Regions from separate parts of the Sus scrofa genome. Here all the other regions are linked to region 1. The links are chromatin contacts, called in public promoter capture Hi-C maps. All regions are on one chromosome and are shown on one strand. The core of a region is the stretch at or near the end of the contact, and the rest is flanking DNA. Distances in the headings are between cores, read along the strand shown. Region 1 holds the start of ADIPOQ (adiponectin, C1Q and collagen domain containing). Region 2 overlaps LOC100519216 (a long non-coding RNA gene). Region 3 overlaps ST6GAL1 (beta-galactoside alpha-2,6-sialyltransferase 1).

Evidence for each region. Promoter capture Hi-C pulls out the DNA fragments that hold promoters and counts their contacts.
Region 2: a promoter capture Hi-C map of liver shows a contact between it and region 1, with 5 times the contacts expected there. The contact joins the enhancer-like site here to the promoter of ADIPOQ in region 1. A contact is called at or near these places in 1 of 5 promoter capture datasets (liver) and 5 of 47 Hi-C or Micro-C datasets (embryonic fibroblasts, liver, mesenteric adipose tissue and 2 more).
Region 3: a promoter capture Hi-C map of liver shows a contact between it and region 1, with 4 times the contacts expected there. The contact joins the enhancer-like site here to the promoter of ADIPOQ in region 1. A contact is called at or near these places in 1 of 5 promoter capture datasets (liver), 6 of 47 Hi-C or Micro-C datasets (alveolar macrophages, blood, embryonic fibroblasts and 3 more) and 1 of 2 datasets of contacts at active chromatin or transcription factors (alveolar macrophages).

Annotation. Positions count from the first base shown.
Region 1 is chr13:124,631,983-124,636,320 of Sscrofa11.1, forward strand. ADIPOQ (adiponectin, C1Q and collagen domain containing) reads left to right here and starts at 1,924. Exons shown (of 4, transcript NM_214370.1): 1 at 1,924-1,963.
Region 2 is chr13:124,837,330-124,841,667 of Sscrofa11.1, forward strand. All of the region lies in intron 3 of LOC100519216 (a long non-coding RNA gene), which reads right to left. It overlaps ST6GAL1 (beta-galactoside alpha-2,6-sialyltransferase 1), which reads left to right. Exons shown (of 7, transcript XM_021070037.1): 7 at 1-518. Among named protein-coding and RNA genes, the nearest start is that of RTP1, 96 kb to the right of the region's middle. Within about 2 kb of position 2,257, at least 9 of the 83 cell types and tissues checked have an H3K27ac peak or open chromatin away from gene starts, as enhancers often do. A contact at or near this core is called in liver, where this site is marked.
Region 3 is chr13:124,760,630-124,764,967 of Sscrofa11.1, forward strand. All of the region lies in intron 2 of ST6GAL1 (beta-galactoside alpha-2,6-sialyltransferase 1), which reads left to right. Among named protein-coding and RNA genes, the nearest start is that of ST6GAL1, 63 kb to the left of the region's middle. Within about 2 kb of position 2,197, at least 4 of the 83 cell types and tissues checked have an H3K27ac peak or open chromatin away from gene starts, as enhancers often do. A contact at or near this core is called in liver, where this site is marked.

The DNA of each region.
Region 1 (4,338 bases), core at 674-3,173:
TTGGCACATAGAAGTTTCTGGGCTAGGGGTTGAATCAGAGCTGCAGCCACAGCAACTAGCAACACCAGATCCGAGCCACACCTGCAACCTATGCCTCAGTTTAGAATAGATTGTGGCAATGCCGAATCCTTAACCCACTGAGCAAGGCCAGGGGTCAAACCCGTAGCCTCGCAGATACTTGTCAGGTTCTTAACTCCCAATGTGGAGTTCCATTACTCTCTTATTTTTGATTCAGCATTTATCACTGCCCATCTCATACCAGATCTTATTCTAGGGGCTTGGGGACAAACCATTGAACAGGCAAGGCACTTGCTCTCATGAAGTTTACATTTGAGGAAGGAAAGACACATGGTGGAACAAACCCCAAATAAATACGATACCATAGTAAAAATAAAACACTGGCGTAACCAAGAATTGTCACAGTTTCTGTTTTCTCCTGAGTGCAACATATCTAATAAACTAGAACCTAATTTTCGTAAGTCGCTTCACTGAGCCAGTGGGCTCTTGAGAAGAGACTCGTGACTCCAATCTCAAAGTCCTACTGGGCTTTTCTGGACATACTTGCATATTAGCAGGAGACGAAGCTTTAGATTGGACTTGACTTTGCTGGTAGACTTTTAGGCTCTGTGTGGCCAGCAGAGGTGGTATTTAGGGGCAGGCTCGTCCAGACTCTGCCTGAGAAATTCTGTTTCTGAATGCCTTGCAGAAGTTGTTGCTGGGGTCCTGAGCCTTTGCTGGCGTCATGATTTAATGCATCAGAATCTGTGGCTTGCAGGAACTGGCTCTGATGCTGCCGTTCAAAAATGGAATGTGGAGTTGTCAAAAAGAGTCCAAGGTGATGAACGTTGCCACTTTAAGCCTAAGCCTTCTAGAGACAATGATGTGGGTTAGAGCCGCCGGGCCTCCAGGCCACTTCCAGCCCAGAGCAGCGTTCACCAGTAGGTGGATCAGGCCCAGGCATCAGACATTGGAAAAAGGAGCACTTCACACACATATATAAAAAGTTGGTTTTCAGATCCGGCGTTGCCATGAGCTGTGGTATAGGTTGCAGACGCAGCTCGGATCCAGCATTGCTATGGCTCTGGTGTAGACCGGCAGCTACAGCTCCGATTCGACCCCTAGCCTGGGAACCTCCATATGCCGCGGGAGCGGCCCAAGAAATGGCAAAAAAAAAAAAAAAAAAAAAAAAAAGTTGGTTTTCAAAAACATCTCCAGAGTTTTGGCAACAAAAAACAGTGAAAGACGATATTCTAATATTCTATTTAATAAATGTTTTTCCGATATATTTAATTTGAATCCCACACAAGGAGGGCTCCAACATCTTTTGGAATTCAGGGCCTTTCAATGGTTTTAATCTGGCCCTGCCTTATACTGCCTCAGAAACATCTCCTCACATCAGTTCTCCAAATTAACATGCAAAGTCTTCCCCCAGTCTGGAGTTCAGGCCAGAAAGTGAAGGATGCATTGTATTTCTTGCTATATTTCATTTCCTTTTCCCTGTCGTGCACAATGAGTGTGATGGTGTAATTGGTTCCCTGGACTTATTAGAGCAAATCTCTGGGGAGAGGGAGGTCTCCTGGACCACCAGGCCATTAATTTTACATAAGGAAATATATTGTTTTCCTGCCTCTAGTATTGACCCTTGGCCCCATTTTCTGTCCCTGTTATAGGAGGCAAGTCTAAGGGCCGAGGCCTGGAAACGTGAGTGTGGTGACTGAAGCCCCACTTGGCTTCCCAAGCTGGAGCTGGGTTGCACCAGGTTCCCCAGGGTGGAGACCTGAAGCAGCCGCCAGGGGTGTGAGCCCACCCACTGGTCTCTGGGCCTCAGCACGCTGGCCAATGGGAAGCAACAATTTCGAGGTGGGGACTGCCTTCCCCATGAGTACCAGGCTGCAGAGGCTGGGCCACCTTCTCCTCATTTCCATCCTGACTGCAGTCTGTGGCTCTGATTCCACACCTGAGGGTAAGGACAAGTGATTGGAATTCCAGGCTGTAGGTAAAGGTGGCTGTCCCGAAAGGGAACCTGGGGTTGGGGCGTGCTCATGCTTTCCCCATCGTGGCAGGGTGGGGAGGTGATATAGGCAAAACCCTGGCCAGGGCAGCCCTGGTGGAGGCAGACTGGCCTTGGGTTTCTTCCTTAATTTCCCCACGGCTCCTAGAGAAAAGGGAATTGTTCATTGTGATCAGGATGCCTGGAACCATCCTGAATTTTGCCCAATTCACTCTGTGGTGAGATGGCTAACTAAAGAAAATGTTGGGGTCAGTGAAGCAGGAAGCATGGTCCAGCGATAAAGTCCATTTAGATAAGAGGAGCAGGGGATGAATTGCTTCTCCACTTGACCAGGTAGGGCAGAGAAAGGAGCACATGAAGATGCAGCCTGGGGAGACTGAGTTTGGAATTCAACTCTACCACTGGATTCTAGTCAGCAGTGTTTATTGAGCAGATTCAACGGACCAGACTCTGGGTAGGGTTCGTGAGAAACAAAGATGGGTGGGGCCCAGTCATTATCTGTAGCTTTGGGGGTATCTGTAAACATGGGCATGTCTGCACCCATGTGGAGGTACCACACAAGGTGACTGAGATGTTCAAATGAAGTAGAGTGAGCACAGGGCCTGCCATGTACAGGGAGCTCATGCAACATTTTCTTTGTAGCAGACATCCTCTGACAGAACAACTGGATCTGCCCCGCCTTTCCCAAGCCCAATCCTGCTTGTCCCAGGGAGCATTGCACTTGTGGCCTCCTGGTTGTTTGCAGCCATAGATGCAGAGACTGAGTGGGAGGGATTTTAGAGATCAGGCCAGCCCTTGGGTGTCAGGAGATGTGGGTCCCTGCTCTGGAGAATTTTTTTCTTTTTCGTTTTTTTTTTTTTTTCTTTTCTAGGGCCGCACCGGTGGCATACGGAGGTTACCAGGCTAGGGGTCTAATCAGAGCTGTAGCTGCTGGCCTGCAACACAACACCACCAGATCTGAGCCGCGTCTGTGACCTACACCACAGCTCACAGCCACGATGGATCCTTAACCCGCTGAGCGAGGCCAGGGATCGAACCTGCAACCTCATGGTTCCCAGTTGGATTCGTTAACCACTGAGCCATGATGGGAACTCCTGGAGAGGTTTTGGATTTTCAGATCAAGCGTTGCAAGCGGTGCAGCCACCTCGCTCCTGGTAACTCCATCCATTTGGGGTAAGGTTGGCTCATCCTGACAAGGTTGGGGAATAGGGGGGCCTTGATACTGGCAGAATATGCACAAAGAAACATGAGGGTGTCAGCTTTGTTCTGGAAGCTGAGCAGTGGAAAGGGAGCCATGCAGCTTAACTGGCTGTTCTTGCTGCCTCCCTCCCTTAATTCTTGAGGAGTTGTAAAGAGACACAAGACTTGCTTCTTGTCATTTCTAAGGTGGCTCTGAGATCAGGCTGCTCCCCTACTCCTTGTCAAGTTGGAAGACCAGTGGCCCCAGACACTTGGCTGAGGTCAGGAGGTAGAAGCTGTCAATCAGGAGAGACACTGATACCCAAAATGTGGTGGGGGGATGCTCTGCTTAACCAGTTCCTTGAGAACAGGTGTGTGTGTGTGTGGAGAGAGAGTGTTGGGTGCGGGGCTGCCAAGTGAAAGCGTTCAGGTAATGCTCCTAGGATTTGGGAAGAGCCTAGTTGATTCCTGGTTCTGTCATTTATCATTAGATTGCACCGTGTGAAATTGCCCATATTTTATCATTTTTGACCTTAAAAACCAGCCATGTCATTTCATTCAACCCAAGAGTCTCATGACCTTAAGCCGGCATCTTGGTCTCTTGAAATCTCAGATTCTTCTATTTAGTGGAGTCAAAAGCAAGGCTATGAGGATTTCCCATTGTGGCTCAGTGGGTTAAGGACCCGATGTTGTCTCTGTGAGGTTTGGGGTTTGATCCCTGGCCTTGCTCAGTGGGTTAAGGATCCCACAATTTCATGAGCTGTGGTATAGGTAATGGATGTGGCTCAGATCTGGCATTGCTGTGGCTATTGAAAGGATGGCAGCTGCCGCTCTGATTCAACCCCTAGCTTGGGAACTTCCATATGCAGCAAGTGTGGCCCTAGAAAGAAAGAAAGAAAAAAAAAAAAAAAGCAGGGCTATGAGGAGAATTAAATAAAATATGGTTTGAAACTGCCTTATGCAGTTTGTACTCCAAAGTACCCTCACCGGAGTTCCCATCATGGTGCAGCAGAAATGAATCTGACTAGGTACAATGAGGTTTCGGGTTCAATCCCTGATCTCACTCAGTTTGGTTAAGGATCCAGCATTGCCGTGAACTGTGGTGTAGTTCACAGACGCATCTCTGATCCTGTGTTGCTGTGACTGTG
Region 2 (4,338 bases), core at 1,007-3,506, 210 kb after region 1:
GGGTACACGAACTCCTGGTGACCTTTGGGTCCTGAGTACCGAGCACAAAGGGAGACGGCATTCCATCAGGAGACAGGTGCTGGGGTGACGCTAAGACTACACTGGGTAGATGCTAGTTTTTAATTGTTATTAAGATAAGGGATTAAATTAATTTAAGTCAGATTCTGAGGTCTACAGAACTTTCAATTCTATGCTTTCTCGATATGCAACTGGTAAAATGCAAATTAAGCTGCGGCTATTGTTGTTAGTCTGGTTAAGATGCTGAATGTTTGTGACAGATAATTTCAAAATTACAACTGAGTCCTTCAGGAAAGCTCCTGTCTCTAACACACTCTCTCTTTTCTAGCCATCTGTTTCTTCTATATCATGGGGTCCCTCAAGTGCTCCCATCAATCAAATAAGCTATTGCTACAGGTTTGGGGTTAAGGCATCCATCTCAAATGTCTGCAAAAGGCCTAAACCAATTCTGAATTACCAAATGATTATGTAAAAGTTTTAAATAAATATTTTTTAGAAAAGCTTGTCCCTCTTTTACTTCTTCCTAAGGAAATGACTGCTCAATGTCAATTCTTGTCTCTGAAGAAGACACACCTGGTATCTTGAATCCCCGAATCCTCCTCTGGACCCTGCCTCTCTTCTCAATACTCCAGGAAAAGGAGTGCTCACTCGCGGGGCAGGATAGCATCTTGGAGAGAGTGACTGGTTTATTAATTTTTCTTCCTTTTGCTCTTGCTTGGAGTCAAAGGACTAAACTGTTGTTCATCCAACACCTCAGGGAAGGGCTGCAGTAGGGCAGAAAGCAGAATGAAAGGAAGGTCCTCACTTTGGTTTCCAAAAGCCTAACCAACACCATTATAGGAATGATGTCCTCAGGGAAGAGCCCGATTGTTTGGATAAAATCTAGAGGAGGAGCAGGAGCAAGGGGAGAACAAAATAATTCCTTTCCCCATAAACTGCCCACCTCCTGTGATGGCTTGAATATGTTCCCCTAAAATTCTTATGTTGCAGTCCTAGCCCCTAGTACCTCAGAATGTGACCTTGTTCGGAAAGAGGGTTGTGGCAGAGGTAATTCGTTCAGATGAGGTCATATTGGAGCAGGATGAGCCCCTAATCCAGCATGAATGGTATGCTTATAAAAAGGGAATTTGGAGGCAGACATACACACAGGGAGAATGCCATGTGATGATAAAGGCAGAGATCAGGGTGCTGCTTCCACAAACTGAAGACTGCCAGCAGACCACCAGAAACCAGGGAAGAGGCACAGGACATTTTCCCTCATGGCCCTCAAAAGGATCAGCCAGGCAACTTGATCCCAGACTCCTGGGCTCTGGAACTGTCAGATAATAAAGTTCTGCTGTTGAAATCTCCCAGTCAGTGGCACTGTTACAGCAGCCCTAGCAGACAAACATTCCCCCACCCTGGCTTGTAACTCCCCACCCCCTCTACAACAGAGTTCCCGAACCCAGGCTGGAAAGAACAGTGAGAGGAAGGTGGCAGCCTCAGGGCCTGGAGAGAGGGCCCTGTGTACCTGTCCCTAGCCGAGATTCTAGGAAGGAAGGACCTGCAAATCCCAGGAGAGCAAAGCATCACAGGGTGCTGGTCCAGGCAGGTGGGACCATAGACAGCTCTGAAGAGATCCCAAGCATGGAGAGGCAGAGAAGCAGCTGAATGAATGCCCCTTCCTGACCAGATCATAAATGAGGGATGCCTGAGCAGTGCTATAAGGTCGGATAATATACAAGACTGCATTTCCTGACCCTAACCCCTTAGCACTGCAAGTTCCCTGGAACTCAGATGTAATTTCACCTTGGCTGAGATTGGGTTTTTGCCTGAGTCCCAGGAGAATGGGAGCACAAAATAGAAGTGACAGAAAAGGAGATGTTAAGTAGTTTGGAAATAGAGATTTGTGCTTGCCAAATTTACAGTGGCCCTAAATTTCTGTAAGATGCTTTTAGCTGGAGATCTGGGCCTTGGGGTGGCCCTGGGCTTTCCTATTCAGGTCTGGAGGGAGCTTCTGCAACCTCCCCAGGCTGCCTTTACCTTGTATCTACTGCTTATTGTAAGATGTGTATGTTAGGCGTGAGGGAGGAAAAATGAGATCCTGGTTCCTCTTTACCTCATCAGCCAGAAGCCACAAAGAGAAAGGCCAGTCAAGAGAGAGAGACGTGCACCTGCAAGCTCCACACCCACCCCATCAAGAGCTCTCCTTACTGACTGAAGCACAGCTCCATGCTCTTTGTTCTAGGGAATGCCTCACACCCCAGCAGTAGGCTCCACCCATACCAGTAATGGCCCCCCCACCACAAGCAGCCTACAGGTGTGCCTGTCCAGCTGAACAAACAGAGTCGGGGCTGAAAGCTCTGTCCTGGAATCATGCACAGCTCTCACTCTCAGATGTTTGTTTTTACCTCTTGCCAAAGAAAGACTGAAAGAATCTTAAAATAGGTGGGGAAAAGTTCCATAAAGGTCTTTATTGAGAAGCCCTGAAATTCACTTGTCAACGGTCTAGCCTGAGACATGATCAGAAAAATGGAAAAGGAGCAGTCTTAGGCACAAACACGAAAATAGCTGAAGGATTGCTATACTGTGCAACTTAGGCTGAAGAAAGGTTGTGCACCTTCTTGAATCTCTGGAAGTAGATCAAAAGGGAAATATCTGCTAGGTTTTTACATGAACCCTTTTTCTCCAAATAGGAAATATTCCATTCTTGGAACACATTTCACAGGGAAAGTGGGTGGCCCTGGCAGCAGAGTAATAAAGTATTTTCAACTGAGAGTTCTAGGTGAAAGTAAAAACATAGAGAAACACTGAGTGGCCACTTTTACCATAAAATAATCCGACTGTAGTAGCTTACAGTGCTCCAGGCAGTGCTTACCAAGAGAAGGGAGTTGGTGGTTTGGCCGGTGGTGACCAGGCTGATTTCACCGTCTGCTGTACTTGGCGAGCAGTTAGTAACCTCAGCTTTTTTCCCTTCAGTTTCACTCATGTGAGTTATTTCTTGTCAGATAATGGTAAATTCCATCAGAAGCCACAGAGCAGTATTTCATGTTTACCAACTGGAAGAACACCAACACTGCCAGCCCACTACTCAAGAGTGGTATCACTTTCTAAATTTATCATTACACTGAAGTGTCTACTATTGCCTAACTCAGCAACCTTCACTTAGAAGACTCTCTGGTCCAGAGCTAAAGTGCACTTAAAACTCTGGATCTAGCACCCACCAATCCTGCTAGCTATCTCTGCACCCTTTTCTTTTAGAATGTAAAAAAAAATTAAATGTATTCCTCCATCGACCCAGCCACTCATCAGTTCAACTGATGGATATTGGTGTGCATATACACCATGCCTGGTTCTGTGATGAAGTTACAGAGAAAACACTGATGACAGTAGTAACAAGGAGAATGATGGCACCAAAATGGCAACATAGGAGACCCCAAGTTCTATCCCCACACAGAGACCAACAATTAGACAGCTAGTCATGAACAACAATAGCTCTGGGAGAGCTCTGGATTCCATTTAAGAAATCTTAGCAAAAAATGGAAGGATAAATACACAAGAAGAGAAGAAAATTAGTTTCATTTTGTCTGCATCATCCCATCCCTCTAAACTGGCACTTCTTAGACAAAACTTCCTGCTAGAAAGAATTGCCCTTTCTAGGAAAGAAATAGTGGGGTGGCCAGCTTCTCCAGCCTTTTGGGGTATCACACATAGGATCTGCTTAGGTTCACTCCACAGAGAGGAAAAGCTGAGATGTATAGAGAAAGCCCAAAACAAAAAGAAAAGCAGGTAGCAGGAGCGATCACAGTTCACAGTGACCCACTCTACAGACAAACCCAGCAGCCTCTGCCACTGAGGAAGAATCAACAGCCAACACAGCTGCCACAGACCCCCTGCAGATCTCAAAAAGCTTTTGCTCTAGGTATGTGTATTTGCTGATGCCAGCTGCCTGAGCCTCTCCCTGCTCCATTACCTTCCCCATCCCCTGCACCCTCGCTCCCACCAGAGCCTGGCTTAGGCCTCTGAGACTGCAACAGTGCAGAACACCTACTTAGACCCCGTGGATGACCCCTACTGCTGTGCATATACTCAGAACTAGCCCCTCCAGCTCACTTCTATGCTGCTAGGCTGACATCCATCACTGCCTTCACCCAGTGTCCCCATCCCAGAGGGAGATTGTACTGCCACTGGGAGAGCATGCTGAAAGCCAGGGCTCCCACAACTACCTGTGGGCCCAGATCAGGCCCTGCCTCATGTTACCGGCCTGAAGCACTGTGCATAGTTCAGCTAGTTCCTCTAACTGTGTGCCTGTATACCCTCAGCCCAATCCCCATCATTGGC
Region 3 (4,338 bases), core at 947-3,446, 130 kb after region 1:
TGCCTGCAACTTCATTTTATTATTTATGTATTTATGTATTTATTTATTTATTTATTTATGGCCATGTTTACAGCCTGTGGAAACTCCCCAGGACCAAGGATCCTGTGGCAAGATTAGATCCTTAACTATCAGGCCACCGGGGAATTCCTTTACTTGCCTTTATATCTTTTATAATTAGATTATAAAATTATCAATTTATAATTGTAATTATATATTATTTATAAGGATAGTCATAATCATAAATTTAAAACCATATTTTTATAAGCAATACCCCAAACTTTGAATTCTAAGTCAGAAAGCTGATAAACATTTTAAAAATGTATTGGTTGTTCTGGCATATTACTTCCATTTTCTTAAGGTGTTGCTTCTGGCTTTTTTTTCCCCTCCACTTTTATTGAAATGTAATTGCCATACAGCACTGTATAAGTTTAAGCCGTACAGCACAAGCTTTTGTTTCTCAGCAGCAGTTGACATATAAGCTCCTCAGTTTTGTCATAAAATCACCAGGATTGGGTGTGAAAATTTACCCACAGTTTTGCTCAAGTAAACAAGGGTCAAAACGTTCCAAGGGTTTATATGTCCTTCCCCACGTGCTTCTTAGAGCATCCCTGATGTAACTGACCAGAGGAGCAGGTGAGGCCACCGTCAGTGCAGGACACCTTCCTTGGAGGAAGGTTGGTTAAATGGGTTTTTTTGGTTTTGTTTTGTTTTGTTTTTCAGACTGATGGTGAGGGCCAAGCGTAATCCTTGAAACCTTTAGTTCTAGACCGGGCACTTCCCCGAAGTTCAGCCTGAGCCTGCCAAAGCCACAGGCTGGAGCTCCATTCCGAACTGCACAGAGACTGCGGGGAGGGGATGACTTCCCATTTCCTTCCACATCCCAAAGGCACGTGGCTCCATCATGCGCTTTGGAGTGAGGAAGACGTGGGACATTGAGCACCCTATCTAGTCTTTCTTTGCTTCATTTCTTCATCTAAAATGGGGAGGACAGTGGCAGCTCCTTTAACCCTGGGAGGCTTAAAGGAGTCAGGACTTGAGGAGTACTAAGAAGAGGGTCCTACACCTAATTCGGACTCAATCAAATGTAAATGTGGGTTTAAATCTCAGTTCCAGAACATTCTAGGTATTGTCTTTGGGCAAATTACATAACCTTTCTGCCCTTGAGCTTCCTCATCTGTAAAATGGGATTATAGCACATGCCTCACAGAGACTTCAGGTGGTTTTAGTGAGATAATGTAGCCTTTAGCACAGCGTCTTGCACATAAAAGGCCCTCCATAAATATAATGAAAAGAAAAGCATTGTGCTTTGCTTTTATTTTCTGCTCCTCAAAAGGCAGAGCTTTGTCCCCTAGGTCTAAGCAGCTGTTCTATTATAATTAGCTCAGATCTTACCATAGGTGTGGGTACATTGTATTTCATTATCCACACTGCAGGTTTGGGATCAATCTGTAACAAATGGGAGGCGAGTCAACAATTTCACGTCCCTGAAGCTTTGAACAGGTTTTTAAGGAAATCTTGTTTTTAAGGTTAGCGAGAGCATCATTTCACAGACAATGGTTGATACTTCACATACTTATTGATTCCAGGGCTCTCACTTATGGTTAGCATCAGCTGTCAGGTTTATGGAAGGTATCAAGTGTTTCTTTATGCTTAGCAACACAAATCAAGACTGTCTAACTGATAAGGTGAACCCACATTCTTAGGGAAAAGCAAAACGTGACCAAGGAGGTACCTGAACAGACTCATTCCATCCACCCCTCCTTGTCTGTCCCGACTCTTCCTCCTCTTCATGTTCAAGTGGTGATGCCTCCTCAGCAGGCTTCTCCAACCATCCAGACTGGATGACCAGCTTCTCCAAGTGCTACCCACTGTGCTGTGATTCCTTTTCTCCTCTGCAGTCACCCCTGCATTCTCAGTGCCCAGCCCCGGGCCTGACCAGTGTAGCCCTTCATAAGTCGGTGTTGGCTGAGTGGAGAGACTTGCAAAAACCTGCCTGTGATGTTAGAAGGTATGTGTAGCATAGGGGGAGGTGGGGCTGCAAAGTGGGTTGAGGCAAATGAATTCAATCATATTTCTGACTGGGAAGGTGAAAGGACTTCCCTGTGCCTGCACTTCCACATACCCTGGGAGGCAATGGTCTTCCCTCAACCCAATGGTTTCTCACCCCTAAGCAGCTTCTCTCTTTCAACAGTTCGCCAGTTCCCATCTGTTCCATCCGTCCTTGCCAGGCATTTGGGATGACGACAGTTCTGTGGTCTGTTCATGTCCAATCTGTAGCTTTCCGGTCCCCACCCCCTCTGCCCCAGGGGTAAATATGGACTCTGAGCATATCAACAGAAAGGAGAGATATTTCCTTTTTTAGTCTTCATACTCTGTGGGTTCGAGAAGGCCCAGGCCTCCCTGGCTCTCCTTGGATGGAAGTGCCTGGTAGTGTGAGGTGCTAGGCAGGTAGAGGAATAATCTTGGTATGAAATGAGCCTGGCTATTCAAATGTTGACTTTGAGGCCACCTTTGTCACTGCTTATCTGGCAAGTCCAACCTAACCTAGTAATAGTATTCTTTCCTGAGCGCCTCTTGTATGTTGGACAGTATCCCGAGAACTTCACAAACACTGGCTCAAGTATTCACATTTTTAGGACCAGTGTGAGTCCCTTCCATCTTCTGGGAAGTCTGGCCAGACCCTGAAGCCAGACGTGATGACAGAAGGATTTGACAGGGAGCCAGGAAATCTGAGTTCCATTTTGGCTCTGTCACAAACTGGTGCTGTAGCCTTCTCTGTTGCACTGGACGTCAGTTTTCCGTCTATGAGAATGGAATAGAGGAGTTCCCACTTTGGAGGAGTGGGCTAAGAACCTGACCGCAGTGGCTTGGGTCACTGTGGAAGCACGGGTTCTCCCTGGCCTGGCACAGTGGGATAAAGGATCTGGTGTTGCCACAGCTGTGATGTACGTCACAGCTGTGGCTTGAAATCCATCCCTGGCCTGGGAACTTCCATATGCCGTGGGTATGGCTATTAAAAAAAAAAAATGGAGGGAGAGTGATCAGGTGCTTTTAAAATTTTCTTGTGTTTCTGGCCCTCAGTGTGTCAACTCTAACCCAACCTGCTTTCTTCTTTGCCTGAGTGACTTTAGGACTGCAGGTGGAATTACATTGCTCAGTAGTCTAGGTGAGTCTATCTCCTAGGGCTACTCTGATGGCCCAGTGACAAAAACCTTGTCTTGTTCTTGTAAATGTTTCCTAATTCTGAGCCTACCATGTTGGCGAGATACAAGGCTGGTACCCTATGTGAGGTCCTAAAACATCTTGGGTGCATGTACTCGCTTTGGGACAGTCATCTCTAAGCCTGGATCTTAAGTCTTTCTCACACTGAAAACTAAAATTAGTTGGTAGGGTCACTTTTTATTTAAAAGTTATTTACTTGGACTTTAAATGTGTTGAAGTTTGTATTCATTATTTTTCCTTTTATTATTAGTGCCTTTGTGTCTTGTCTGAGAAATCTTTGCCTACCCCAAGATTATGAAGATAGTCTCCTATATTTTCTTCTAGAAATTTTATAGTTTGAATTTTCACATGTGGGTCTAAGATCCACTTCAAATTAAATTGATGGATAGAGTGAAGCTTCAAGTTCAAGCTTCCTTTTTCCCCCATACAGATGTCCAGACACTCCAGAGTAATTTATTAAGAAGACTTTCTTCACTGAATTTCACTGATACCACTGTAAAAAATTAAAACTATTATAAAAAATTGTTACTGTTATTTATGGATTCTGTTCTTTTTCATTAATCTGTTTGTCCTTATACCATGGTCTTTTGGTTTTATAATGTCTAATAATTTAAATCCTTTAACTCTTGTTCTCTTTTCAGTTGCTTTTGCTATCTAGGTCCTTTGTATTTTCTTCAAAATTTTATAGTTAGCTTGCTAATTTCTACAAAACTCCTGCTGGGATTTTGACTGAGAATGCACTGAAGCTATGAATCAATGTACTAGTCAGGGTTCTCCGGAGACACAGAATGAACAGGATAGGCAAGTATTCATCTTATCAACACCCTTACAGCCAGACCCAGAATAAGTTTGACCAAATATCTGGGCACCCGTGGCCCGGTCAAGTTGACAAATAAAATTTACCATCACCATCTATTTGGGGGGAAACTGACGTTTTAACAAACCTGAGCCTTCCAATTCATAAATGTGGTACATGTTCCCGTTTATTTAGGTCTTACCTTAATTTCTCTCAGTAAGGTTTTGTAGCTTTCAGTAAGAAGTCTTGTCTATCTTTAATTAAATTTGCTTCTTGGCATTTGATGTTTTATTATAGATTGCACGTAAGCTATATTTGCC